Linked DNA regions of Mus musculus: regions 1, 2, 3, 4, 6 and 7 are each linked to region 5. A link is a contact called in public Hi-C, HiChIP or PLAC-seq, Micro-C and promoter capture Hi-C data. All regions are on one chromosome and are shown on one strand. The core of a region is the stretch at or near the end of the contact, and the rest is flanking DNA. Distances in the headings are between cores, read along the strand shown. Region 1 holds the start of Calcr (calcitonin receptor). Region 2 overlaps Ppp1r9a (protein phosphatase 1, regulatory subunit 9A). Region 3 has its middle 50 kb from the start of Gm52885. Region 4 holds the start of Pon2 (paraoxonase 2). Region 5 holds the start of Col1a2 (collagen, type I, alpha 2). Region 6 holds the start of Asb4 (ankyrin repeat and SOCS box-containing 4). Region 7 overlaps Vps50 (VPS50 EARP/GARPII complex subunit).

Region 1 (3,444 bases), core at 244-2,743, 740 kb before region 5:
AATAGGTCATAGATTAACATACTATTAGATTAAAGGTATCATCAAGAACTCTTAGGTAGATTCCAGAGGCAAAGCTTGCAGAATAGGCGGCCATTCTAAGTGCACTTTTTTGATTTTTGACTTTGCACCATTTTAGACCTCAAGGTAAGTGACCTCTTGACCTCTTAATTAATTAATTAATTGACCCCTAATTTACTTTATCCACCCTGTCTTAGAAAGAGCAGTAAAACAAAGGAGGCTTATTAGGAAACTATGTAAACAACAGATTTTTCTTAATAGGTGTGAAGAATGGTTGCTATGCATAAATGATTGTTGGAAATTCTGTGTAGAACATGACCAAACAAGCAACAGCATTCACCACTGTATTCCAAGACCCAGCACAACGCTGCCTAGATGCCCACATTCTTTAATTGATACCTATTAAACATCTATTAGGAAAAGCCACGACCTTAAGCCTAGAAATTGCTATACTCAGCAGTACAGGAGGCTAAAACTTTTGAGAGAAAATTCATATGAGTAATATCATAAAACACCCACAGAACCAGAGAGCTCCACAACACAAAGGTATAAACTATCACATCTTCCAATGACACTTTTTTTTCTTAAGCCATGGTAAAATGAAGCAACCGAGACTAAGCCGACCCTACAAGAACACCTCTAAACATCACAGTCAAACTACAATTTTGCAATAAAAAAAATCCACAAAGTATCAGCCAGTCAAACTACAATTTTGCAATAAAAAATTCACAAAGTATCAACCAGTCAAATTACAATTTTGCAATTAAAAAAACCCACAATGTATCAACCAGTCAAACTACAATTTTGCAATAAAAAAAATCCACAAAGTATCAGCCAGTCAAACTACAATTTTGCAATAAAAAATTCACAAAGTATCAACCAGTCAAGTCACAATTTTGCAATTAAAAAAATCCACAATGTATCAACCAGTCAAACTACAATTTTGCAATATAAAAAAAAATCCACAAAGTATCATTCTCACTATCATCTTTCCTGGGACACTCCACATCTTTAATTCCAATCATTCCCTCCAAAAAAGAAAAAAGAAAGGGGGAAAAAACCCCTTCTTCTTACCAGGAATTCTCTTGCTGGATGTCTGGGCACAGCTCAGGTGTTCTCAGGAACGCAGACTTCACTGGGCATCTGCAGGCAGGGGATGCCAACGGCAGGGTGAGGCGCAGAAGTAAGCACCTCTCCAACCAAGAGTTGTCTGCAAGCCAGCCAGGTGCAGTCCGCCCAGAGTCTTGGGCGGCTGGCTCTCCTAGTTTAAAGTGAGAGCAAACTGAATTAGTCCTAAGCACTCCTTCTTGTCCACCTTCCAATTTCCAGACCTTTAAGCCTCCTTTATGGGGTAGGTTTAAAGCCCAAGACTGCAAAGCAAAATAGGCTCCAGGCAAGGTCCTTTTCCCGGTTGCTCTGCTCCCCAAAGCGCGGGAGCCTCACCTTAGCAGTGCCTGCCGCTGCTCGCTCCGAGATGAAGCTGTGCGCAAACTTCTCCGACTTAAGTCCTTTTCGGTGCGCGCGTCACCCGCTCCCTCCTCCCTACGCGCTGCGGCCAAGGGGGGTGGTGGGGGGAGCGGACGATCTCAGAGCCGGCCCCGCCCGGACCCTCCCTGCGCGTCAGCCCCTTCAGCCCTCGGAGGGAGGGGCTAGCAGCCGCTCCGTGCTCCTCCGGACCCCAAGCCCCAGCGGGAGAGGGTCTGCACTCGCTGCCGCTGCTCCACACCCCAAGAGTCCCCACACCCCAGCGCTCGGAGCTCCAGGAAGCGGGAGAGGGTCCCCAGTTAGACCTTGAGTAGGGAGGGAGTTGGGTGGTCGACAGATTGGGCTCAGTGATCGTAACCCGTCCCTGGAGGCAGCTTTCTGAGAGTCCAACCCCTTCCCTGGAGGATGAAAATTCCGTAGGGAGGTGAGTTTCCCAAAGAACCCTACCCCAAAGAGAGTGGTCCCTGGCTCCAAACGTGGTCACTCAGGTGACCGCACCAGGGACCCGATGGAGAGTGGAATCTGTAGTGGGGCGCGGCAGTAAAATTAGGGTGGGAGCGTGAGAAAACAGCTGACCAAGACCTGGAGTGCTGAGTAAGGACCCCGGAGGCAGAGGGTAAGAAAAACCAGAGGGTCCAGCAAGCCCTGGACCCCTTTGGATTTGGGCAGGTGCAACCTAAGGTGCAGGTTGGATTTGGGGGGACATTGCCCTCCACAAAAGAGGTTGTTGCTGGTTTATTATCTTAGGGTGAATGACCGAAGTGAGCACAGCTAGAAAAGAGTAGTCTGAGGTACCTACCTGACTTGGTGTTGAGGACAATTCCCCTTCTCCACTGAAAGCCAGCAGGAGCCCGGGACAATCTGATTCCAGGCGGGCGCAGTCTGGGCTGGCAGGCGCACCCTGGGAGGAAAGCAAGTTGCTTCCAAGGACGGGCTATCCTCCACCTCCTATCCGGAGCTGGGTGCAGCCAGGCATCAGCGGGCACTTCTTTTCCTGACTGTTCAAGCAAAAGCCAGGAAAAGCAGTTACCTGTGTATCCCGGGAATGCAAAGTGGCTGTAGCCCTCGAGGTGACTAACACACCAGAAAAAAAAAGTAGTAATAATAGAATGGGGAAGCGTCAGAGAGCAAGACAAAATACTTTCCTAGGCACTCAGAGGTTGAGTTTGGGTAGTTCTGGGTGACAGATTCAGGTGTCTTGTGAAAGGGGCTGCAGTTCTCCTTGTTCATCCATCCTTGGATCCCTTGCCCCTGAAGTCAGTGACTTCAGGCAAAGGTGTATGTGCTTCTGTCCTAATTTGAACCCCTACTCGACTCTTCCATGCAGAGAGACTATAGGGGCCCCTAATCTGTTTAGTTTGGGGCTTTTATTGCCCCAGTGGAAGACAAGTCAGCTGTACGATTTCCATGGGGGTCTTAATAGGTCTTAATAGGTCTTAATAGGCCCCCTACTCCATTTGCTCTCTGCCTTTCCCTCTCACCTTCAACCGGGTGACCAAGAGGGCCGAGTGAGACTCATACAATCAAACCTAAAGCACTACTCCACTGCAGGGGAAGAGCCTTTAGCCCCTTCATTTTCTGGATTGAAGTGGCAGTAATAGTTGGCCGTGTGAAATGTGACAAGGGGCCAGACATTCGGGTGAGAGGGATGTTAGCAAAGAAAAATGCAGAGCAACATGCACAAAACCTGTATGTGAACCTTCCTATTTGTACAATTAATTTGGGCTAATAAAAAATCAAAAGAGATCCTCTAAATTCACGATTTAGATGTAAATCCTGGCTGTGTGCTTTAACATCTGTCCTGGGTTCAGTAGCTCTCTGATTTTCCAGCTGCTGCTAGCCAGCCGGCAGCTGATCAAACCTTCTTTTTAAAAATTCTTTTGGTAACCTTAATTGCCTTCATGGGTACAAACGGCACAGAATTATTAAAATTGTTAATTT
Region 2 (3,357 bases), core at 450-2,949, 600 kb after region 5:
CATATATCTTCAAAAACACCTCCAGCTCCATTAGCTCCCTGCAGACAAAACAGGCCTCAGTCCAGTGCATAAACGATAGAAAAAAGTCTACACAGTGCAGAAACCGTTTCTCAGAGTTGTGTGTGAATTCCAGGCAGGCTGCCCTGGTGCCACGAGAGCCGATAATGTTGCTCTTATCTGATAGAAAATGTCTGGTTCTAGAGCACTCTTAAAACTCCCCTGCAAAGATAATATTTTTCACTTCCAAAATATTTTCCACGCCTGCACAGGCTAAGTGGAGTGCTGCAGGTGATGCTGACGAGGCTTCTGCCTGCCCCTTTCTGGTAGTCACACGTAGACATTTTGATTCAGTTACAGTTAGTCGTGTGCGTGTGCGTGTGCGTGTGTGTGTGTGTGTGTGTGTGTGTGTGTGTGTGCGCGCGCGCGTTCTTACTGAAAGCTATAAACAGAGCCCACACTCAGATTAGTTTAAACAACAGAGTAGATATTTTTGTTAGTAATGGATGGGAAAAAAATCATCCAGGCATATGAATTTGCTTTATTCTCTAAGAATATAATACCTCTGGAAAATAATTCCTTGTGGTTGTATATACATTTCCATGTTGTATATTAAAGAATATTCTTTTGTGGCTTTATTCTTGAGTGGCAGGTTATCATGGCTGTTTATTTGAGAGAGGTGTGTGGGGGGGTGTTATCTTTACAGCATCTTGCCTAGAGCCCCTCAGTAGATGCTTATAAAGTTCATCTTTAATTTTTTAGAGAAATGGCACAAGATCAGAACCTAGATATCCAAGATCTAATCCAGTTCTAGTGTTGGTTTTTTTTGTACAGTTAGGTTGATCATTTGCTCTGAGCCTCAGTTTCCCCACATCGCTGTACTCACTAAGGGATCAGGATTTCTGGTGAGCACAAAAGACCTCTGCCAGTATTTTTCACTGAGAAAGCTTGGTGTAGTTTCCTTGCCTGGCACACTCACACTTTGGGTATCTGCTAATGGCATCTGAGTGAGACGGACCACTAAGATTGTGGCATAAAACCAAGAAACCCAGATTCGGTACAGTCCTAACTCCGAAGTACTTTGGACAAAAAAAAAAGGGGGGGGGGTGAGATGGTGGGATGTGGTCTTCAGTAACTTTGTGGCAAACCAATTTAGGATTCAGCATAACCAAAAGAAACAGTGCCACCTGCATCACTTAGTGGCTGTGCTCAGCTGCAGAGCAGAAAATGTTCATGGGCTTGGCTGCAAAGTGTCTCCCTCCCCAGACCCTCCACTGGGCTGTTTGGACCTATAAAACCGGGAGAATTGGGAATTTCAAAAACATCCTTCCCATCAAAAACATCCAGAGAACAAATTGTGAACCTGTAAACTGTTTTCCCTAAATTCAAGGGTGTTTAGCCCTTAAAGAAATGAATGACCCCTAGAAGGAAAACAGTCGTGGTCGGGGAGGGAGTGGGGGCGGGGGAGTAAAGCAAACAAATGGCAAAGACCACTATTGTGTTGTAAAGAAAATGCTTTGGGGCTTGGAGTCTTTATACAGGTAGATCTTTTGGAAGGCAGAATTTTGAATCTGTACCTTTCCTGCGGTTAAAAAGGAACACAAACGGAAAACAAACCGGAGATTTCTGTGCCACTGCGTCCCACTCCTTCCTCTGCTGCAGAGCTGCTCTGCGGAATGTGAGAGCGACTCACAGAGCCACAGCGCCACCTTTCTGCACGATGTGGGAATGACTCTTCACACTGTGCGAGGCCTGTTGACTGGCTGGCTCAAGCCATTCTGTGGGCGAGCCTCAGGAAGGAAACAGCTCCTGGACGCTCAGATCGTAAAGGCAGAGCAGCAGAGGCCAAGAAATGAGTTTTCTTTTCTTTGGCCCCTTAGCAATTAAACTGGTAACTTAATCGGATATTAGGGACCGTGAGTCATAAACCCTATGTTTAATTAGTTTGCACCCACTGAGTCATTTTACATGCTAGACATTTGTAATTACAACCTGCTGCAATGCAGCAGGGTCCTGAGCATTTTTTTAATTGTGTCATAAGATATTCTTCTCGCTGCTGAGTCTTTAAAAATATAGAAACACTCTTAGTTGAGATGTTTTTCTTTTCAATTTTCAGTTGCAAATCAAACATGCAGTTACAGAAGCAGAGATTCAAAAATTGAAGACCAAGGTAAGCACCGCTCCGTGGTGTTTGAATTGTACTCTTTAAACTTCAGATACTCTGGGAGTAATGGATTTGCTCCCGTGCACTTGAGAGCATATTTCCATGAGATGGTCATTTCCAACATTAAGTACATCGATGGACCTGTCTTGAGACTGAGCATAACCGCACATAACCAGAGAAGGCCACAGGGCACTTGGTGTTTTAAGTAGATTTAAACTGTTTAGTCTCTCTGAAATTTCATTAAAAATAATATTTTTAATGGCTCAAGCATCTGTGTATTAATTTCTAAAATATAAGCTGGTATAGCAAATCTCCTTTCTGTCATTTACCTTATAATAATTTCAGCTAATTTACTGGAAGCAATGTATTGTTTTAATGTGGAACATTAATTTCTTTTTAGGAAAAACTTCCCATGTCTAAGAAGTAAAGTTATAAGCTCATTCTATGCATTGTGTAATTAATTTAGATTCAGCTGCTACTGGAAATCTTGAGATATACTCACTTCACATTATTTAAATTTGTTGAAGAGAAAAATATTAATAAAAGAAAATATTTTTAATCTCTATGAAATAGTGAGACATCAAAGGAAACTGTAAAATTCTTGTACAAGATACAGTTCTAGCTATTGTTGTTCATTTCTATCAAATGTATGTTTTCAGAGACTTAAAAATATCTTCAGTTGCTTTCAAACGATGCTGTATTGTTTCCATAGTCTTTTTAAAATTACAAAATAATTATTGCCTACGTCGAGTGATCTGTTTTCTGATTCACAGTGAATACATGCTTTGGGTTTTCCATGTGTTTTAAATGGAGATGAGTTAGCTGGTTAAATGGAGATGAGTTAGCTGGTTAAATGGAGATGAGTTAGCTGGTTAAGTGGAGATGAGTTAGCTGGCTACTTTGGTTAAGTGGCATTCCTGACTAATACGCTCTGGAGCTCTCTAGTCAAAGCTTATTTCAGCATCATTCATGGTGTCCGCGGCGCACCGTGAATTTTAAGTTTAAAGCTAGCAGGGCTGGTACCTAAACAACTGCTATAAAGCATTCATTAAAGATGCTGTAAAAAACCAAGCCCTTTTTATCTGAAAACTGTTTTTTGACTTTAAAAAGCAGATCTTATAAACTGTTGGTTACAAATAGGGAAAAGAGCCCCTGTGTTTATAAATGCTCCCATAGACAGGCTTAGGCATTTATTT
Region 3 (3,381 bases), core at 650-3,149, 890 kb before region 5:
AGACAAGTAGACCAATGGAATAGAATTGAAGACCCAGAAATGAACCCACACACCTATGGTCACTTGATCTTTGACAAGGGAGCAAAAACCATCCAGTGGAAAAAAGACAGCTTTTTCAACAAATGGTGCTGGCACAACTGACAGTTATCATGTAGAAGAATGCGAATTGATCCATTTCTATCTCCTTGTACTAAGGTCAAATCTAAGTGGATTAAGGAACTCCACATAAAACCAGAGGCACTGAAACTTATAGAGGAGAAAGTGGGGAAAAGCTTTGAAGATATGGGTACAGGGGAAAAATTCCTGAATAGAACAGTAATGGCTTGTGCTGTAAGATCAATAATCGGCAAACGGGTAAATTGCAAAGCTTCTGCAAGGCAAAAGACATCGTCAATAAGACAAAAAGGCTACCAACAGATTGGGAAAGGATCTTTACCAATCCTAAATCAGTAGGGGACTAATATCCAATATATATAAAGAACTCAAGAAGATGGACTCCAGAAAACCAAATAACCCCATTAAGAAATGGGGCTCCTAGCTAAACAAAGAATTCTCACCTGAGGAATATGAATGGCTGAGAAGCACCTGAAAAAATGTTCAACATCCTTAAGCATCAGAGAAATGCAAATCAAAACAACACTGAGATTCCACTTCACTCCAGTCAGAATGGCTAAGATCAAAAATTCAGGTTACAGCAGATGCTGGCAAGGATGTGGAGAAAGAGGAACACTCCTCCATTTCTGGTGGGATTGCAAGCTGGTACAACCAGTCTGGAAATCAGTCTGGTGATTCCTCAGAAAATTGGACATAGTACTACTGGAAGATCCAGCAATACCTCTCCTGGACATATATCCAGAAGATGTTCCAACTGGTAATAAGAACACATGCTCCACTATGTTCATAGCAGCCCTATTTATAATAGCCAGAAGCTGGAAAGAACCCAGATGTCCTGCAACAGAGGAATGGATACAGAAAATGTGGTACATTTACACAATGGAGTACTCCTCAGCTATTAAAAACAATGAATTTATGAAATTCCTAGGCAAATGGATGGACCTGGAGGGCATCATCCTGAGTGAGGTAACCCAATCACAAAAGAACTCACACAATATGTACTCACTGATAAGTGGATATTAGCCCAGAAACTTAGAATACCCAAGATATGTATCAAAAGATGGCCTAGTCGGCCATCACTGGAAAGAGAGGCCCATTGGACTTGCAAACTTTATATGCCCCAGTACAGGGGAATGCCAGGGCCAAGAAGTGGGAGTGGGTGGGTAGGGGAGTGGGGGGGGGTGACTTTTGGGATAGCATTGGAAATGTAAATGAAATAAATACCTAATTAAAAAATAATAGATGGAAGTCCATGGAGGAGAGTTCTATTAAAAGAGAGAGAGAGAGAGAGAGAGAGAGAGAGAGAGAGAGAGAGAGAGAGAGAGAAAGAGAGGAAGAGAAGAGAAGAGAAGAGAAGAGAAGAGAAGAGAAGAGAAGAGAAGAGAAGAGAAGAGAAGAGAAGAGAAGAGAAGAGAAGAGAGGAGAGTGTCAGGTTCCCTGGGGTTGGAATTACAGTCAGTTGTGAGTTGACTGACATGAGTTCTGGGAACTGAACTGAGTTCCTTTGCAAGAGCACTAAATGCTCTTAACCACGGAGCCATTTGTACCAGACAAATTAATCTGTCTGATGTGGAAAGCAGCCATCACAGCCCAACTCTCTGCAGAGAAGCGGTAGTATGCTGACTTAACTTACCCGAAAAGAAATGTTCTCTATTAGCCAGCGAATAAAAGCAAAACAAAAAGGGAGGTGTTACTTGATTGTTTACACTAGCATTGTCATCAGGATGCTGTGTTCATTATGAGGCTACGTGATACCACCTTGACATGGATGTACTGGGAAGATGTGTAAGGCTACATGCAACAGAGTATGACTAAAATGTGATCTTGCTACTCCAAGCTTGAAGGTACACTGCGTTGGTTTCGGTTTCTCTGGTCGCCTGTGGTTTCCACCATGACCACTAGGTGGCAGCTGTGGCTCCAAGCTGAAGAATGTCTAGGGACAAAAGCTGGAAATTACTGTTACCGAGGAAGAAGCCCCTTCCAGATCTTTCGGTTATGGCTTGGATATGAAGTGTCCTTCCTAAGAGGCTGTGTTGAAGTCTTGGCTCTGGTCTGATGTTCTTACTGAGAGGTAACTGAATTACAAAGACACTAACTCCATTAATGGGTGAGTCTGTTGATGAGTACACAGCGGAAAGGGCTTCCCAACTTGGACACGTTACATAGTTACATAAACCCTTGTGTCTCCACACCCTTGTGTCTGTGTCTCAAATGGCTCAATAGAGACCCAAACCTCTCCTGTCATATGCCAGATTGCTCAAGTAAGTCAAGAGAACTCCAGATTTAAGGAGAACTGTGCTGTAATTTAGGTATCTATGAAAAACAATGGCTTTACTACCTTGGTACGCTATAGGGAGAGTTGTCAGGAGGTAGATCCTTACACAGCAGTGGAGCAAGGCACACTGTCTCTGTTCCTGGAGCTCAAAATAACGGAGTAGGGAATTTTGGGCAGGAAGTAAGTCTGGCTACTTAATTTAAAATATATATTTTTATTTTATTTTATTTTATTTTATTTTATTTTACTTGGTTTGTTTTCAAGGTAGAATTTCTCTGTGTAGCCCTTGGCTGTACTGGAATCTGTAGACCAGGCTGGCCTCGAACTTAGAGATCTGCCTGTCTATGTATCCTGAGTTCTGAGATTGAAGGCATATACCACCACCACCACCAGCACCACCATCATCTCTCTCTCTCTCTCTCTCTCTCCCTCTCTCTCTCTCTCTACCTCTACCTCTACCTCTATCTCTCTCTCTCCTGTGCACTAAAAATTATGATTGGCATGCCTTTTTAATAAATGCATATGACTATTCTGGACTATTAAGAGCAAAACATAAATAAAAAATAAATAAAAAATAAAAAGAAGGTGAGAACTAAAGTTATTCTTAGGTTTCCATAAAGCTTTGTGCACACATATATATGGGCATGCACACAGACATAGGAACATACCCACCCACCCACATACACACACACACACACACACACACACACACACACGATCCTGATAGAATTTTTTTCCCTAACAGTGTATCAGGATGGCCATCTTCACCTGTTCACCAGCCAAAATTCCAAAGATGGAAGAGTGATGAGACAAGTTGACTTTTGAAAATGCCCAAAATGCATCCTTAAGTTTGCATTGATATACTTTCTCCTGATGAAGCACATCAAGACTATGAGTTCTGTGAACTTAAAAAAAAAAATACACGCACGCACACACACACACACACACACACACACATATATATATATATATATACACACACAAAGAATGTG
Region 4 (3,149 bases), core at 276-2,775, 790 kb after region 5:
AGGGGTGTGCTTCGTGTTGTGATTTTGTAGTGTGGTGCTGGGGCTAGAATCCCAAGCTTCGTGCATTCTGGGCAAGTGCTCTGTCCCTGAGCTACACTGCACATTATTAGCAAAGATATAAACGTTAAAAATAAAAAAAAAAAAGATAAAAGGAAGAAAGAAGAGGAGAGGGGAGGAGAGGGGAGGAGAGGAGAGGAGAGGAGAGGAGAGGAGAGAAGAGAAGAGAAGAGAAGAGAAGAGAAGAGAAGAGAAGAGAAGAGAAGAGAAGAGAAGGAAATCTGACTGTCATGCTGGCGTGTGCCTATAATAGCAGAAGTCAGGAGACCAAAGAATCCTGAGTTTTGAGACCAGACTGAGCTTCAAAACAGAGGATACACAGTGAGACTTCGTCTCAAAACCAAGAATTCATTTAAAATTTAGAAAAGCACCCAAAACCCAAGGCCGATGCCCTATCAGAACCAACTGAATTAGAATGTTTCACATGGTGCTACTTGGACGTCAAGACTCCGGGAGATCCCAATATCCAGGCCCCGTTGCTGTGCCCTTCGGGCTTATTTGTACAATGCAAGACTCATAGCAGTTTGCTGCTAAACAACCAATGAGTGCCGGCGCTTCCCTTTTGCCTATTAGAGAGAGGCCCAGTGTGAAGCACACCCTTCAGACTTGCCCGCCTTCCTCATCTGAGTCTACGTTGCCTCCCAGAACGCCTACAGAAGACTGTCTTTTCTCTTTAACCCTATAAGGAGCTGAGTACTACTGTTCCGGAACACTTTTGCAAGAAGTTTATAAAGTTTGAATTGGTAACTTGAAAGTATGATGTCTACCCAGAACAAACAATCGCTCGCTCTGCTTCTGGGACTCTGGTCAATAAATAAGGAAATGATGTAAGAACAGTAGCTGTCTCTCTCAAGCGTCTTTGATCTCCAGCGCCAAGACGGAAACCCTGAAGTTTCACCAACTATTAATGCTGGGGAGGGATGGGTTCCGGCTGAGCAGAACAGCACCAGTGACCTAAAATGAAGCTGTATAATTAGAGCGTCCACGCATGAGTAATGGTTTTGTTTTCAAATTAAAGCACTGGGTTTGCCCTTGGGGAATTTGCAAAGCTCTCTCTTGTCAGCCTAGGCAGAGGAACCTCGGCACCAGCAAGCGCTGGAAAACTTTTTCCCAAAGTGTCTAGGTCTTGGTGGAAGTGGACTGGGTCGGTTAAACGGAGCACCGGTAGCTATCCGAAGTTCTTCCTTCCATCCGGTCCCCCCCCCCCCCCGAACTAAACAAGCTCTCTCTCCAGTTACCTCCCCCCCTCTCACCCCCTCCCACCCGCCGCGCGAGCGCCCCAATCAGCTCGGCGGTCCCAGCCTAGGGACTCCCGACCCGGGACCCTCGGCAGCACCTACCTGAGCGCTAGGAACCGCTCGCCCAGCAGCGCCAGCCCGATGCCCAGCAAACTCAGAGCCACCATCCGGCCCATGGTGCGGGACCGGCCCGCCGTCTGGCTCGGGCCTGACCGAGCAGCTCCGGACGCTGGGCCAGCTCCCCGCCCCGAGCGCGGAGCCGCGCCCGATCCCCGCCCCGAGCGCCGGCTCTGCAGCCCAGGCTCCGCCCGGCGCCTCGTCCTCGGAGCACATCCGCACATGCCCGCGTGGGAACCCAACTGAACTTGATTCCTTTCACAAACACCCCGCCAAGCCTCCGATCCTCGCGCAGCTGCACCTGCTCAGCTCCCTGAAAACTTTAGGGTGGCCTCTGCGGAGTTCCCTTAATTTAGTTAAGTTTGGGCTTGCTTTTTGCTGTTTTGGCCTGGTGTTTGAGGATACTTTCCCCCTCTGTTGTGTATAATTTTGGCTTTGAGAAGCTAGGAAACAAACTCAGGACTTTGTTCATATTAGGCTAGTACTGAGCCATATCTACAGTCATACACTAGTTTTGTTATTACACATACGTGTGTATAACATTTCTATATTTAAATATAAAATATATTTAGATAGTAATTATTAAACAACACAGAAAGTATATTATATATATATATGAAATCTATTAAAATTGTACTTTTAAATGTTCTTATTGTTTTGAACATAAGGTCTCATGTGGTCCAGGCTGGTAGGGAACTTCTGATCTGTCTACCTCCATATGCCAAGTTCTTGGGCCACTCAAGGCCCTGCCTAGAGTAATATGTTTTGCCTTAGTTCTTTATTTCATATGCATGGTTGTTTTGCTTGCATGTAAGTATATGCACCACATTCATGCCTGGTATCCACATAGGTCAGAAAAGGGTGCCCACTACACCAGGAAATACAGCCAGTGTTCTTAGTGCTGAGACATCTCTCTCGTTCAGACATTTTAAATATTCCTTTCCTTTTTTTTCTTCTTTTAGATGGGAAAAAAGTGGTTCTGGACAGGTCTTATATAAGAAGTTAGAGTTGGAATTACATCCTTTTATATTAAGATTTATAGCCAGGTGTGGTGACGCACACCTTTAATCCCTGCACTTGGGAGGCAGAGGCGGGTGGATTTCTGAGTTTGAGGCCAGCTTGGTCTACAGAGTGAGTTCCAGAACAGCCAGGGCTACACAAAGAAACCCTGTCTCGAAAAAAAAAAAACCAAAAAAAAAAAAAAAGATTTTAGACTAAAACACCACAAACTCGGGACTCACTGGAGTACTAATCAATTTTCTCTTCTTTCTCCCTTTTCATTTTAATACTTATTGATATACACTTATAAAAATATAAAGAGGGAGGGCACTCGTTGAGATTGCGACAGCTACTGGGTATAACTTGAAATCAGTTCCTAATTGTTCCCAGTGCTTAATTCCCACCTGCAATGTTTGCAGAAGCTACACAGTCAGTTCCCGGGGACCATCCTTTTCTGACAGTGTTTTGTTATTGCAGCTCGAGGTGACCTCAGATTTGAGGCTCTCTTGCCTTGCCCTCGTGAGGATTACCAGCAGATGCTGGCACATCAGGCCAGGTTTCTGTTTTGTAACCAACCATTAAGGAAAAGCAGATGCCGGTTTGTACCTGGCCCCTCACCAAAGGGAAAAGAAAGAGATCTTCCTGTTCCACACATCTGTGACCAGCCCTAAGGGACTCTGGGATGTATCCACTGTCTGATAGACAGCTGAACAATTGCTCTTTCAAAGTCCCAGAAGA
Region 5 (3,533 bases), core at 894-3,393:
AAGTAGATTTGCTTTTCTTTCTTTTGCTTTTTTTTTTTCTAAAAATTATCCCACTTTCAACGGCTGTTCTAGGCTTGAGACTATTTTGACAATCACAGAAAGCCACTGAGCAAAGTGGAGTGTCTAAGGAGTAGCTAGTGCAAAGCAAGGGACTTGGCTAAGTTGTCCCCAAGGAGAGTTATCCAGTAATCAACCTGAGGGACATTTAGGGGGGTTCTTTCATAAATCTGTTTTCTTACCTACCCAAGTCTTTTGTTCAGAAACAGCACCTGTCTTTCAGGTGCCTGAGACATAGACACAAATGACAGTCTCTAAAGTCAAGCCAGCACATCGACAGAAATAACTTATGCTCTTATTAATGAAGAAGAAGGAGGAAAGAGAGAGAGAGAAAGAAAGAAAGAAAGAAAGAAAGAAAGAAAGAAAGAAAGAAAATCAGATGTGCAGTCTTGAAATGCTTTCTTTGCTCAGTACTTTTTCAAAAAAAAAAATTCCCTCCACATTATTTAAAAAACAAAACAAACAAACAAAAAACCCAAAACTCTTTCTCATCTAGCCTAAAAGAGACTTGAACTGCTGGGGTGAGAGGAATTGGGGGAACCGGGAACCGCTCAGAAGAAAAGGGGGGAGGAGGGGAGGGATTGTGGGAGGAGGTGATCTGGAGGGAGGATTTAAAGTGAATAAGTAAGAATTAAATTAAATTTTTAAAAATGCTTGTCTCTCAAATCAGTGTTTTTCACAGGATTGAAATAACCTTATTGAAATGTTTATTCTCTTCTATTTCTAGCATTTTTTTTAATTTAGAAAGAGAAGCCAGTTAGCAATATCCAGAACCTTTTGCTTATAGCAGCTGCTGATGGAGCTAACCTACTTAGAAATTCTTCCTCACCGGGAAGTCGAAAGGGGGAAGGTTTCCCAAGGAGTTCGCCAGTTCCTTCTTCATGAACATAAAAATGGCCTAAAGATGCTGTGTCTGCTGTGACTTTGGGGACATAATGAGAGTCTGAATAGGTCTCTCCAGCCTCATGATGGATGCTCGGCAGGCCAAGAGGAGCCTGCGGCCCCGGGTAACTTGGAAGACTCCAAGAAACTTTGGGAAGGAGAATTTACTATGTCTCTGCCGCTGTCCTGGACAGCCAAAGTCTCCTACTCCAATTCTTCAGAGTCAAAGTCTCTTCCCAAGATGGGGAGAGATTGCATCTGTTCTGGAGGGGACAGCTTGGGATGTTAAGGAAGAGGTTGTATACGCCCTAGGGATGATGGGAGGTGTGAAGATGCAGGCAGGGGTGCCTGGCAGTGGCTGTGGAAGGGGTCATAAATAGGCAGCAAGGCCAAGAAGGCTGAGTGTTCACTGATCTGTTATCTGATCCAGGCTCGGCATCTGAGTCTGGCTGGTAATCCTTCATGGGGTCTGTACATGGGGCTGGAAATGGGGCTTAACCAAAGTAAATGTAATAATGCACAGTTTATCTCTTGATGCCTGCTCCCCTCATCAACGAGAGAGAGGGGGGTACAGACAGAGAGAGTCAGAGAGAGGATGGAGGAGGGAGGGAGGAAGGGAGGGAGGAAGGGAGGGAGGGAGGGAGGGAGGGAGGGAGGGAGGGAGGGAGGGAGGGAGAGACAGAGAGATAGAGAGACAGAGGAGAGAGGAGATTATGGGCACACAGGCCCCCCCAAACTGGGGAAATTAGGGGGCAGGGGTGGAGCCAACCCATGAGGGCAGCTCTAGAGCTCGCCACGCTGTCACCCTCCTCCCCTCACACCCCAGCCCCCTCCAGCCTGCAGATGGCCCGCAGGGCACAGAGTGAAGCGGGACTGGACAGCTCCTGCCTTTTCATCTTCGGCCTCCAGGTCCCTCAACACCTGCCCCGCCGCCCGGAGATCTGTAAAGAGCCCACGTAGGTGTCCTAAAGTGCTTCCAAACTTGGCAAGGGCGAGAGAGGGCGGGTGGCTGGGGAGGGCGGAGGTATGCAGACAGGGAGTCAGAGTTCCCCCTCGAAAGCCTCAAAAGTGTCCACGTCCTCAAAAAGAATGGAACCAATTTAAGAAGCCCCGTAGCCACGTCCCTCCCCCCTCGGCTCCCTCCCCTGCTCCCCCGCAGTCTCCTCCCAGCACTGAGTCCCGGGCCCCTAGCCCTAGCCCTCCCATTGGTGGAGACGTTTTTGGAGGCACCCTCCGGCTGGGGAAACTTTTCCCATATAAATAAGGCAGGTCTGGGCTTTATTATTTTAGCACCACGGCAGCAGGAGGTTTCGACTAAGTTGGAGGGAACGGTCCACGATTGCATGCCTGCGCCCGCCAGGTGATACCTCCGCTGGTGACCCAGGGGCTCTGCAACACAAGGAGTCTGCATGTCTAAGTGGTAGACATGCTCAGCTTTGTGGATACGCGGACTCTGTTGCTGCTTGCAGTAACTTCGTGCCTAGCAACATGCCAATGTAAGTGTCTTCTGCTTGTTTGGGGGAGATGAAGGAGAGAGGCTGGATAGGTGGGCACCCTTATCTCAACAGAGGGAAACTTCACACATTCATTCCACATACAGCTTGTGAGGTCGCCCTCTAATCTGTCGGAGAAAACACTAGGGTTCACGAGATACATGGGAAAAGAATGGAAATATGAAAGACTTGACTGTTGCCAAGAGTTGGGGGAAGTTTTTCCCTTAAAACTAGACTGTTAGCCCGGATGCCCCGGTTGGTGAAGCTCACAAAGAGGCAAAGAAGGTTGCCTCAAGATATAAACCTGGCTGACAGCATGAACGACTGAGAGGGCTCCACTCTTCAATTCCCAGAATTATGCCCGTGGTCACGTTGTGAAACTTGAGGCCTAGTTTAGAAAGCCCCGTAATAGAATAATACAAAACTCACAGGACTCCATTTTCTTGTGGGCGGCCGAGTTGCTCTGGATGACGTTGATGAAGATAATGATAAAAATACGCCCCCTGGAGGGGGTAAAGTGCAGGAACAGGGACCAGGCCTTAAGCGCTAGGAATTCCAATTAAAGACTTCCCAGGTCCATGGAGTAATTTACATTTCTGGGCCATATGTAAAGAACCCAGATGGTGTATCTTGAGAAGCGGGCTGCTTCGGCCTCAGCTTTTATCTTCTGAATAGTCAAAGCAGCGTCCCAATCCATTACCTGATCATGGAAATGGTAACTTTTAACTAAAATAAGCTCTGTTCACTTACACTTCAACAAGTTCCCACCTGTAATCACACACGAAAACAACAGATGTGAGAAATATCAACTTCGTCCTGAGATTCAAGAGCCTGGGGATTCTTCTCAGGAGTCTCTTACTCGTTTACCATGTGACTTCAAATGAATCAATTGGGCCTTTTTCTAAAATGTGGGGTATATACTAAATGTGCCAACTTCGAGGCTATTTTCCATTTCTAGGTTGTATAACTAACTAGAATTTCCTGAAGAAAGAATGAAGAAAACCACTTGGGTTTCATCTTTTAAAATGGCTGCCTAATTTAACTGGACAAAGATGTTGGCTTGATGAGTATTCAGGAGGGCGTGGCCACACCCAGACCTTC
Region 6 (3,528 bases), core at 34-2,533, 880 kb after region 5:
GTTTTGTATATTTACGTTCCACATCAGTACATCAAGTGAAAGGGTATGCTGATTCGCAGTTGCGTTTATAGACATATTTGTTATTGAAAAATTTAAAAAATTCACACTGCAAGTACTGCAGGGATTTTTTTATATCATTTTTCTGAACCTATCCATGATATGTAAATTGCAGCTAATTTGTATACTAGTTAGCACTTGATAATTTTCTGACATTAAAGACACTAATAAGTAAAATTAAGTCTTCAGTTTTGTCTCTAACTTTTTCTGTTGAAAAACTAACAGGGAGAAATTTTAATAATAAAAACTAGCAGGTAACTGCATATTGCCCATGACAGTAACCAGCTGCTTAACTTTGGGCCACATTTGTTCCCTGTGTTCTCTCTGTCTCTGTGCCTCTTGTCCCTTGCTCTCTGTCCTATTTACATGTCTGAACTGTTTTAAAACAAAAGTGTTAAAGACCTTGGATGGAGTTAGCTCAGTAATAAAACACAAGCTGTGTGAGTCCCTGGGTTTGATCCCTAGCAAACACACACACACACACACACACACACACACACACACACACACACACACAAGCACTATGTAAACAGACAGAGGATGTGTGAGACAGTGTGCTAATTGATTAGGCATTGCTTTAATTGAGGACAAACAGGATTCTTTTACAGAACCCAAATACCTGACTCACATTTTCAAATCAATAAGCTCATAGTAGAAAGTAAGATCCAGCTTGTATTTGTTTTTGTAATTTGTTCAAACATGGCTTTTTTTTTTAACTGACTTGAGAAATAAAATGCAGGGTTCAATAAAGTCCACTCACTTGTTGCATTGATTTTCTTGTTTCTTCAGGTTCTTTTTTTCCCCTAAAATGACCCCCCCCCATCATCTCACTACCCCGCCCTGCTTTTCTCATAATATTGAAAAATTTTTAAGTGTAGGTTACTGACAAACCTTCTGTTTGTTTTTAGATGTGCATAATTAGGCTCGATTTTACAGGCTCATTTCACAAAATCATTAAAGGTTTTCAGTAGCACGTGTATCAACAACAGAAACAAATTCTCATTTGGGGCTATTAGTTAGTCAGACTAAGATACTGCGGCTCCAGCCAGGCGCCAGATGTTTTTTGTTGAGGAGAAAACATAAAGAGAATTAAGAGCTTTGTAAATCTTACACTTTCACTTTGGTCTTGTAAGAAATAATTGTGACATTTCATGCTCGGAAATGTGTCACAGAAGCCTTCCTGCTTATCGACTCCACGTAGAGCGGAAGGGACCCGCTTACGTATCTCCAGTTTAAAGGACCTGAGAACTCAGGGAGAGTCTGGGAGGATATTTTGAAGTTTGAAATGATCCCTATATAAATAGAACGGGTCAGCATAACTTTGGGATAAAATTAGCCGGCAGTTTGTGGACTCTCCAGCCTTGCCTGTGTGCTGGGTGCTGCTCTCCTGATAAATCATTGCTCCGCTTCCACAGGGCTCCGAGGATGGACGGCATCACTGCCCCTATCAGCAAAGCTGGAGCTGCCAAATTAGTTAAGAAAGATTTCCTGGAGGCTCTAAAAACAAATGACTTCGGAAAACTGAAGGCTATTTTAATCGAGAGGCAAATAGATGTGGACACAGTGTTTGAAGTTGAAGATGAGAACATGATTTTGGCATCTTACAAACAAGGTAAAAGAATTGGAGAGGTGTAATTGTGAAATTGATACAAAATGGATTTTTAGGTCAGTAGGTCAGCTTTTGTCTTTAAAGCAGTCGTTCTTATTGTTTAAGTGTTTGTTTAGACAGTATTTCTTATTTTTAAAAATCTTCCCTTCCCTTTTAAAAATCAGAGCGCATTTGGGGGTGATTTTCATAGATCCATACAGATTTTTGTCTATGTATTTCTATTTATTGCTCTTTGCCATTCTTGCGCCTGGAATTTGGGACCCTGGGAGGTTGTATTTGTCATGCACGGTGTGTGGGGGACTTCCCTTGTGACTGTGTTGGTACAGAATAAAGAAAAGCCTCTAGGCTCTGCTTAAAGACGCTGAGATCTCTGTGTGACAGTGTGGTTCTCGGTCAGGCTGCTGATTCTTTCCTAACAACCACTTACAGATATATCACCTCCGTGTCCCTGTGAATGAGAAAGGGGACCTTCTTTTCCATTTAGAGAGTTAATGAATGGCGAAAGATGCGCCAGGGGCACTTCGATGGTCTGCATCGGTTTAATGGGTTTCAGTGCAGGAACAAAAGCTGAACTCTAAACACCACAAAGTTAACTTTTATTTTTCTTTTCTGCTTGGCTGCAATAGTAGAGAAAAAAATTGAAAAATTAAAATTCAGAATCTCTGCTTTGTCCAAAAAAAAAAAAATAGGAAATCAAAAATTATAACAAAATTCTTTAAGTCTCCCCCTCCCCTGGAACTCCTCTTTAATAAATCAGAACAAGATTAACACACTCATTCTGATTTCTCAAATCAACTAGATAATGGGAAAACTTCAATAGTTAGACCGTTTGGCGAGCATACTGCAAAGAAAGACTCTATTTACCTTCACTGCTGCCTAGAGAAAATATGTGGGAAAGTCTTGGGAGTCGGGTGAAGGGAGACCTATTTATGTTCAAATATAAATCTGTTTTTTATTCATACAAAATCGTTAGTGTCACCAAGTTGCAGATACAAACACAAGTAGGATTTCTCTCTACCTAATTCTCTGTCATTTCTGAAATAAGTAGAGATGAGTTGAGGTCAGTTGCTGGGCTTGCTCTTTGATTTGTGTTTTATGATAAACTGTCATTGCTGTTTTGTCTGAAAAATTAAGAGTTCTATTTTTTTTCTACAAAGTTGAAAAGATTCTGTTGAAGAACAAATTATATGCTATATAATTAGGTTTCTTGGAACTTATAACTTTGTTTCGTGGTTCAATCTGGATACTAAGTTTATTTTAAAGAAACTTCTATGTGTGCCATATACAACAGGGCTCAGATTCAAGCCAGTAGCTAATGTATTTGATAGCGAGCAGCAAAGACCACCTTTTCTTATCTCTCAGGCAGGTAAACCCTGCAGACAGGCTCGGAAGTTCTGAGACAGGGAACTTAGAAGTTTGGGCTCCTGGAGAGCAGGCTGTTTTTTTCTGTTATCTCTTGGGTATCATAATCCCCAAATGTGAAGAAACTGTGTTTTAAATTCTTCTTGTCAAAATAAGCTAATTCCTGTGGCCCCCGTGGAACTAACTTTTTATTTATGCCGATGATTGTTTTACTAGCATTCAGGCTATGAGGTGTGGCTTTCAGTTAGAGGCAGAGATTTAAACTGTCTCCAAAAGAAAAAAAAGTCTTATGTAGGTGTTCATCTGGAAATATCAGGGTTTGCATTTGTATTTTCAGGGCTGTCCAGGAGATCAGTGTGCGTGTGTGTACATAATATCTATAGAAATAACTTTTCTCTCCATTTACCATGAATATGTAGCTGTGAGTCTGGGGTAGAAATCCCACTTTCTCAAAAGTTACTTGAAACTTTTTCCTAGGTGCCCACCTCCAGGATTAATGC
Region 7 (3,097 bases), core at 429-2,928, 950 kb before region 5:
AGGGATGCTTCAGAATATGGAAATGCACTCTATAAATAAACTCAAAGAAAAAAAAACCACATGATCATTTCATTAGATGCTGAAAAAGCATTTAAAAATTCAGCACCCCTTCAAGTTAAAAGTCTTGGAAAGATCAGGAATTCAAGCCCACACCTAGACATAGTAACAGCAGTATACAGCAAACCAGTAGCCAGCATCAAACTAAATGAAGAGAGACTTGAAGCAATCCCACCTAAATCAGGGACTAGACAAGGCTGCCCACTCTCTCCCTATCTATTTAATATAGTACTCGGAGTTCTAGCTAGAGCAATTAGACAACAAAAGGAGATCAAGGGAATACAAATTGGAAAGGAAGAAGTCAAAATATCACTATTTGCAGATGATATGATCATATACTTAAGTGACCCCAGAAATTCCACCAGAGAACTCCTATACCTGATAAACAACTTCAGCAAAGTGGCTGGATTTAAAATTAAATCAAATCAGTAGCCTTCCTCTACTCAAAGGATAAACAGGCTGAGAAAGAAATTAGGGAAACAACACCCTTCACAATAGTCACAAATAATATAAAATATCTTGGTGGAACTCTTAACTGAGGAAGTGAAAGATCTGTATGACAAGAACTTCAAGTCTCTGAAGAAAGAAATTAAAGACCTTAGAAGATGGAAAGATCTCCCATGCTCATGAATTGGCAGAACTAATATAGTAAAAATGGCCATCTTGCCAAAAACAATCTACAGATTCAATGCAATCCCCATCAAAATTCCACACAATTCTTCATAGTTTCAGGGCTTCTTAGGCGCATGTGCAGAGCCTGCTTTTCTTTGATGAGGCTATACTGTGTTGTCAGAACTGGAGAGAAGAGGCTCAGGTTCTTGCCCTGTAGTGTGCCAACTCTCAGGTAGTGGGCAGCTGTGCAACCTCTCAGGGCTGTGACTGGACCAGTTGTAAAGTGAGGTGGCTGGGACTGGCCTCCATAACTGTTGCTTTCCCAGTTATCCTTTCTTCTTGCTACATTTTATGTAACAAAGACTATCACAGGTGAAACAGCAAAAAGTGGTTGTTGCGGATTTTTCCCCTAATGTTTAAACCAAAACCTAGACCTTTGTAGTTTATTTATTGAGTATAACATTTCTAATGGTTGTCACTTAGAAAGTGTTCACAAAAGCCACTTGGGAGCAGTTCCTTCAAAGGCAAGATTAACTTGACAGGCAGCTCAGCAACAGTACCAGTGTGCACACCTGTATTGACTAAAATTACTCGAGACAGGCTCTATTATATGCCTGTTTTTTTTCCACCAAATTGTACTTCATAAACACAGAAAAAGTGTTCAAGCTTCAGCACCAATCCTTTTTTCAACATGTGTCATGATAGCAAAGACACCTTATTATCTGGGAGGCACTAAATACCATCACAAGTTAAGAGGAAGGCAGTGGCAGAGATTTCACTGAGACACAAGACAAGTTTGTCTGCGTGGAAAAGCAGTGTGAAGGGCAAGGCAGGGAGTGCTGCAGCCAGGAGGCTGCAGGGAGTGCTGTGGCCAGGAGGCTGCAGGGAGTGCTGTGGCCAGGAGGCTGCAGGGAGTGCTGCGGCCAGTTGGAGCAAGAACAGCTCTCTAGGTTCCCCTACACCAGTCTGTGTGTGTAACAGTGCAGACTGCTGCCATGTTTTACTTCCTGCCGCCAGAGCTTTAAGGCACTCAGTTTGTGGTGATTTGCGCAGGGAACTAGCCTGCAGACAGAAATTGCTTCCTTCTGTGGTAGCAATGTTTAACATTTGGTTCTGTGGTGACTTTAACATTTTGAGAAACGGTGGAACTGTTTTCTAACCCATTAGTCACCACTGTCTTACATTTGTAGTGGTATTGTATGGGGCTTCTAGCTTTTCCACGCACTTGCTTAGCTTTCTCTCTTTTTGTTTGTAACTGTCCTAGTAGATGTAAGTGGTATTTTGTTGTGGCTTCAATATGCATTTCCTTAATGAATAAAGATGCTGCTAGCTTTATGTGTGCTTATTAGCTCTTTGTATATCTTCTGTGCGGAAGTATGTCTAAAGCTTTTCCCAGTCAGGCTTTAACTGAAATCTTCCTTTCAGTTCTCAAGTGTCTATTTGTTTCTTGGCTTTAAAAATGATTGTATTTATTCAAATAAAGTCTATGTTACTCAGGCAGCGCAGGACCTAGGATTGATAATTCTTCTGCTTCAGCCTTGTGAGTGGTATAGCTACAGGCATATATCTAACATGATGTCTGGCCTTTTTGTTATCATTGAAACTATTTGAAATACATAACTTGAAGTTGGTAGTGATGATACCTCCAACAGAGCCAGTTCCTGGCTCTTTTGTGTTTCCATATGAAATTTAAGATTTGTTTCAATTTCTGTGAAAAATTTCGTTGGAATTTTCATAGGGTTCTGTTGAACCTGTCAATTACTTTTGATAGGATGACCATTTTCACAATATTAATTCTCTTAAGCCGTGGGCATGGAGCATCCTTCCATCATCTGGGATGTTTTCAGCTCCTTTGTTCATCATCTTAACTTTTTTCATTGTACAAAGTATTGTTCACTGCTTGGTTATGTGTATTACAAAATTTCAGGGGGATGGAGATAGTAAATTTCACCGTTCTGTCCTTGATTCTTTCTCAGTGTTTTTGTAATTCATATATATATGATAGCCACTAATTTTTTAAGTGTTTATTTTGTAGCCTATAACTTTGTTGAGAATATTGATCAGCTGTAGTCCTTGCTCAGTTAATCCCAATATTTAGAGCTGTTCCTCTTTTAGGTCCATCTGTTTTCTCTTCATCTTCAAATCTTGGTTTCTTAAAAAGTCTAGATTTTGTTTTAGCATGGTAGCAACAGCTAATGAAATACTGGCCTTTTATTCAAATAGAAATAAAGTTTTGTTTCTCTGCATCTTCCTATATAATGTCATGATGACTTAAGACATAAAGTGAGACCAGTAGTATAAAAAACGTCCATGAAATGTGGGCAGTTAGTGGAGTATCCAGAGTGTGAGTGTACTCTGGGCCCTTAGTTGGGTATCTGATGTGGGCGGTTTCTGGAGAATCTAATGTGGGCCTTTAGTGGAGTATCTT

What was found. Promoter capture Hi-C pulls out the DNA fragments that hold promoters and counts their contacts. Hi-C and Micro-C count contacts between places; a contact is called where the count stands out from the background. HiChIP or PLAC-seq counts read pairs in DNA pulled down with a chosen protein or histone mark.
Region 1: a Micro-C map of embryonic stem cells shows a contact between it and region 5, with 2.5 times the contacts expected there. The contact joins the promoter of Calcr here to the promoter of Col1a2 in region 5. A contact is called at or near these places in 10 of 39 promoter capture datasets (cranial neural crest, embryonic stem cells, frontonasal cranial neural crest and 5 more), 1 of 15 datasets of contacts at CTCF or cohesin (stem cell-derived epiblast-like cells), 2 of 484 Hi-C or Micro-C datasets (both in embryonic stem cells) and 1 of 9 other capture datasets (adipose tissue).
Region 2: an H3K4me3 HiChIP or PLAC-seq map of craniofacial prominence shows a contact between it and region 5, with 6 times the contacts expected there. The contact joins the enhancer-like site here to the promoter of Col1a2 in region 5. A contact is called at or near these places in 12 of 39 promoter capture datasets (the 3T3-L1 cell line, 3T3-L1-derived adipocytes, the C10 cell line and 7 more) and 6 of 115 datasets of contacts at active chromatin or transcription factors (cardiomyocytes, craniofacial prominence, embryonic limb bud and 1 more).
Region 3: a promoter capture Hi-C map of the HPC-7 cell line shows a contact between it and region 5, with 6 times the contacts expected there. The contact joins the enhancer-like site here to the promoter of Col1a2 in region 5. A contact is called at or near these places in 14 of 39 promoter capture datasets (the 3T3-L1 cell line, 3T3-L1-derived adipocytes, the C10 cell line and 10 more) and 1 of 9 other capture datasets (embryonic stem cells).
Region 4: a Hi-C map of uterus shows a contact between it and region 5, with 4 times the contacts expected there. The contact joins the promoter of Pon2 here to the promoter of Col1a2 in region 5. A contact is called at or near these places in 6 of 39 promoter capture datasets (the 3T3-L1 cell line, cranial neural crest, frontonasal cranial neural crest and 3 more), 1 of 484 Hi-C or Micro-C datasets (uterus), 2 of 115 datasets of contacts at active chromatin or transcription factors (astrocytes and bone marrow-derived macrophages) and 1 of 9 other capture datasets (adipose tissue).
Region 6: a contact with region 5 is called in an H3K4me3 HiChIP or PLAC-seq map of fetal liver, with 9 times the contacts expected there. The contact joins the promoter of Asb4 here to the promoter of Col1a2 in region 5. A contact is called at or near these places in 12 of 39 promoter capture datasets (the C10 cell line, the HPC-7 cell line, cranial neural crest and 7 more), 10 of 115 datasets of contacts at active chromatin or transcription factors (the NIH/3T3 cell line, craniofacial prominence, differentiating embryonic stem cells and 7 more) and 2 of 9 other capture datasets (adipose tissue and embryonic stem cells).
Region 7: a contact with region 5 is called in an H3K27ac HiChIP or PLAC-seq map of epiblast stem cells, with 13 times the contacts expected there. The contact joins the enhancer-like site here to the promoter of Col1a2 in region 5. A contact is called at or near these places in 9 of 39 promoter capture datasets (3T3-L1-derived adipocytes, the HPC-7 cell line, cranial neural crest and 5 more) and 3 of 115 datasets of contacts at active chromatin or transcription factors (embryonic stem cells and epiblast stem cells).

What each region holds. Positions count from the first base shown.
Region 1 is chr6:3,762,130-3,765,573 of GRCm38.p6, forward strand. It overlaps Calcr (calcitonin receptor), which reads right to left and starts at 1,494. Exons shown (of 16, transcript NM_001377018.1): 1 at 1,462-1,494; 2 at 1,093-1,279. It overlaps Gm33576 (a long non-coding RNA gene), which reads left to right and starts at 1,670. Exons shown (of 4, transcript XR_377297.1): 1 at 1,670-1,927.
Region 2 is chr6:5,108,887-5,112,243 of GRCm38.p6, forward strand. Ppp1r9a (protein phosphatase 1, regulatory subunit 9A) reads left to right here. Exons shown (of 16, transcript NM_001363809.1): 8 at 2,114-2,167. Among named protein-coding and RNA genes, the nearest start is that of Gm46949, 43 kb to the right of the region's middle. Within about 2 kb of position 1,700, at least 212 of the 459 cell types and tissues checked have an H3K27ac peak or open chromatin away from gene starts, as enhancers often do. A contact at or near this core is called in craniofacial prominence, embryonic limb bud and embryonic stem cells, where this site is marked.
Region 3 is chr6:3,618,717-3,622,097 of GRCm38.p6, forward strand. No RefSeq gene overlaps it. Among named protein-coding and RNA genes, the nearest start is that of Gm52885, 50 kb to the left of the region's middle. Within about 2 kb of position 1,900, at least 24 of the 459 cell types and tissues checked have an H3K27ac peak or open chromatin away from gene starts, as enhancers often do. A contact at or near this core is called in the HPC-7 cell line, where this site is marked.
Region 4 is chr6:5,296,815-5,299,963 of GRCm38.p6, forward strand. It overlaps Pon2 (paraoxonase 2), which reads right to left and starts at 1,526. Exons shown (of 9, transcript NM_183308.3): 1 at 1,398-1,526. The coding sequence starts at 1,471.
Region 5 is chr6:4,503,475-4,507,007 of GRCm38.p6, forward strand. Col1a2 (collagen, type I, alpha 2) reads left to right here and starts at 2,144. Exons shown (of 52, transcript NM_007743.3): 1 at 2,144-2,435. The coding sequence starts at 2,366.
Region 6 is chr6:5,389,127-5,392,654 of GRCm38.p6, forward strand. It overlaps Asb4 (ankyrin repeat and SOCS box-containing 4), which reads left to right and starts at 1,284. Exons shown (of 5, transcript NM_001355662.1): 1 at 1,284-1,669. The coding sequence starts at 1,483.
Region 7 is chr6:3,558,578-3,561,674 of GRCm38.p6, forward strand. The region is part of intron 16 of Vps50 (VPS50 EARP/GARPII complex subunit); the gene reads left to right. Among named protein-coding and RNA genes, the nearest start is that of Gm52885, 10 kb to the right of the region's middle. Within about 2 kb of position 1,679, at least 23 of the 459 cell types and tissues checked have an H3K27ac peak or open chromatin away from gene starts, as enhancers often do. A contact at or near this core is called in embryonic stem cells, epiblast stem cells, second pharyngeal arch cranial neural crest and 1 more, where this site is marked.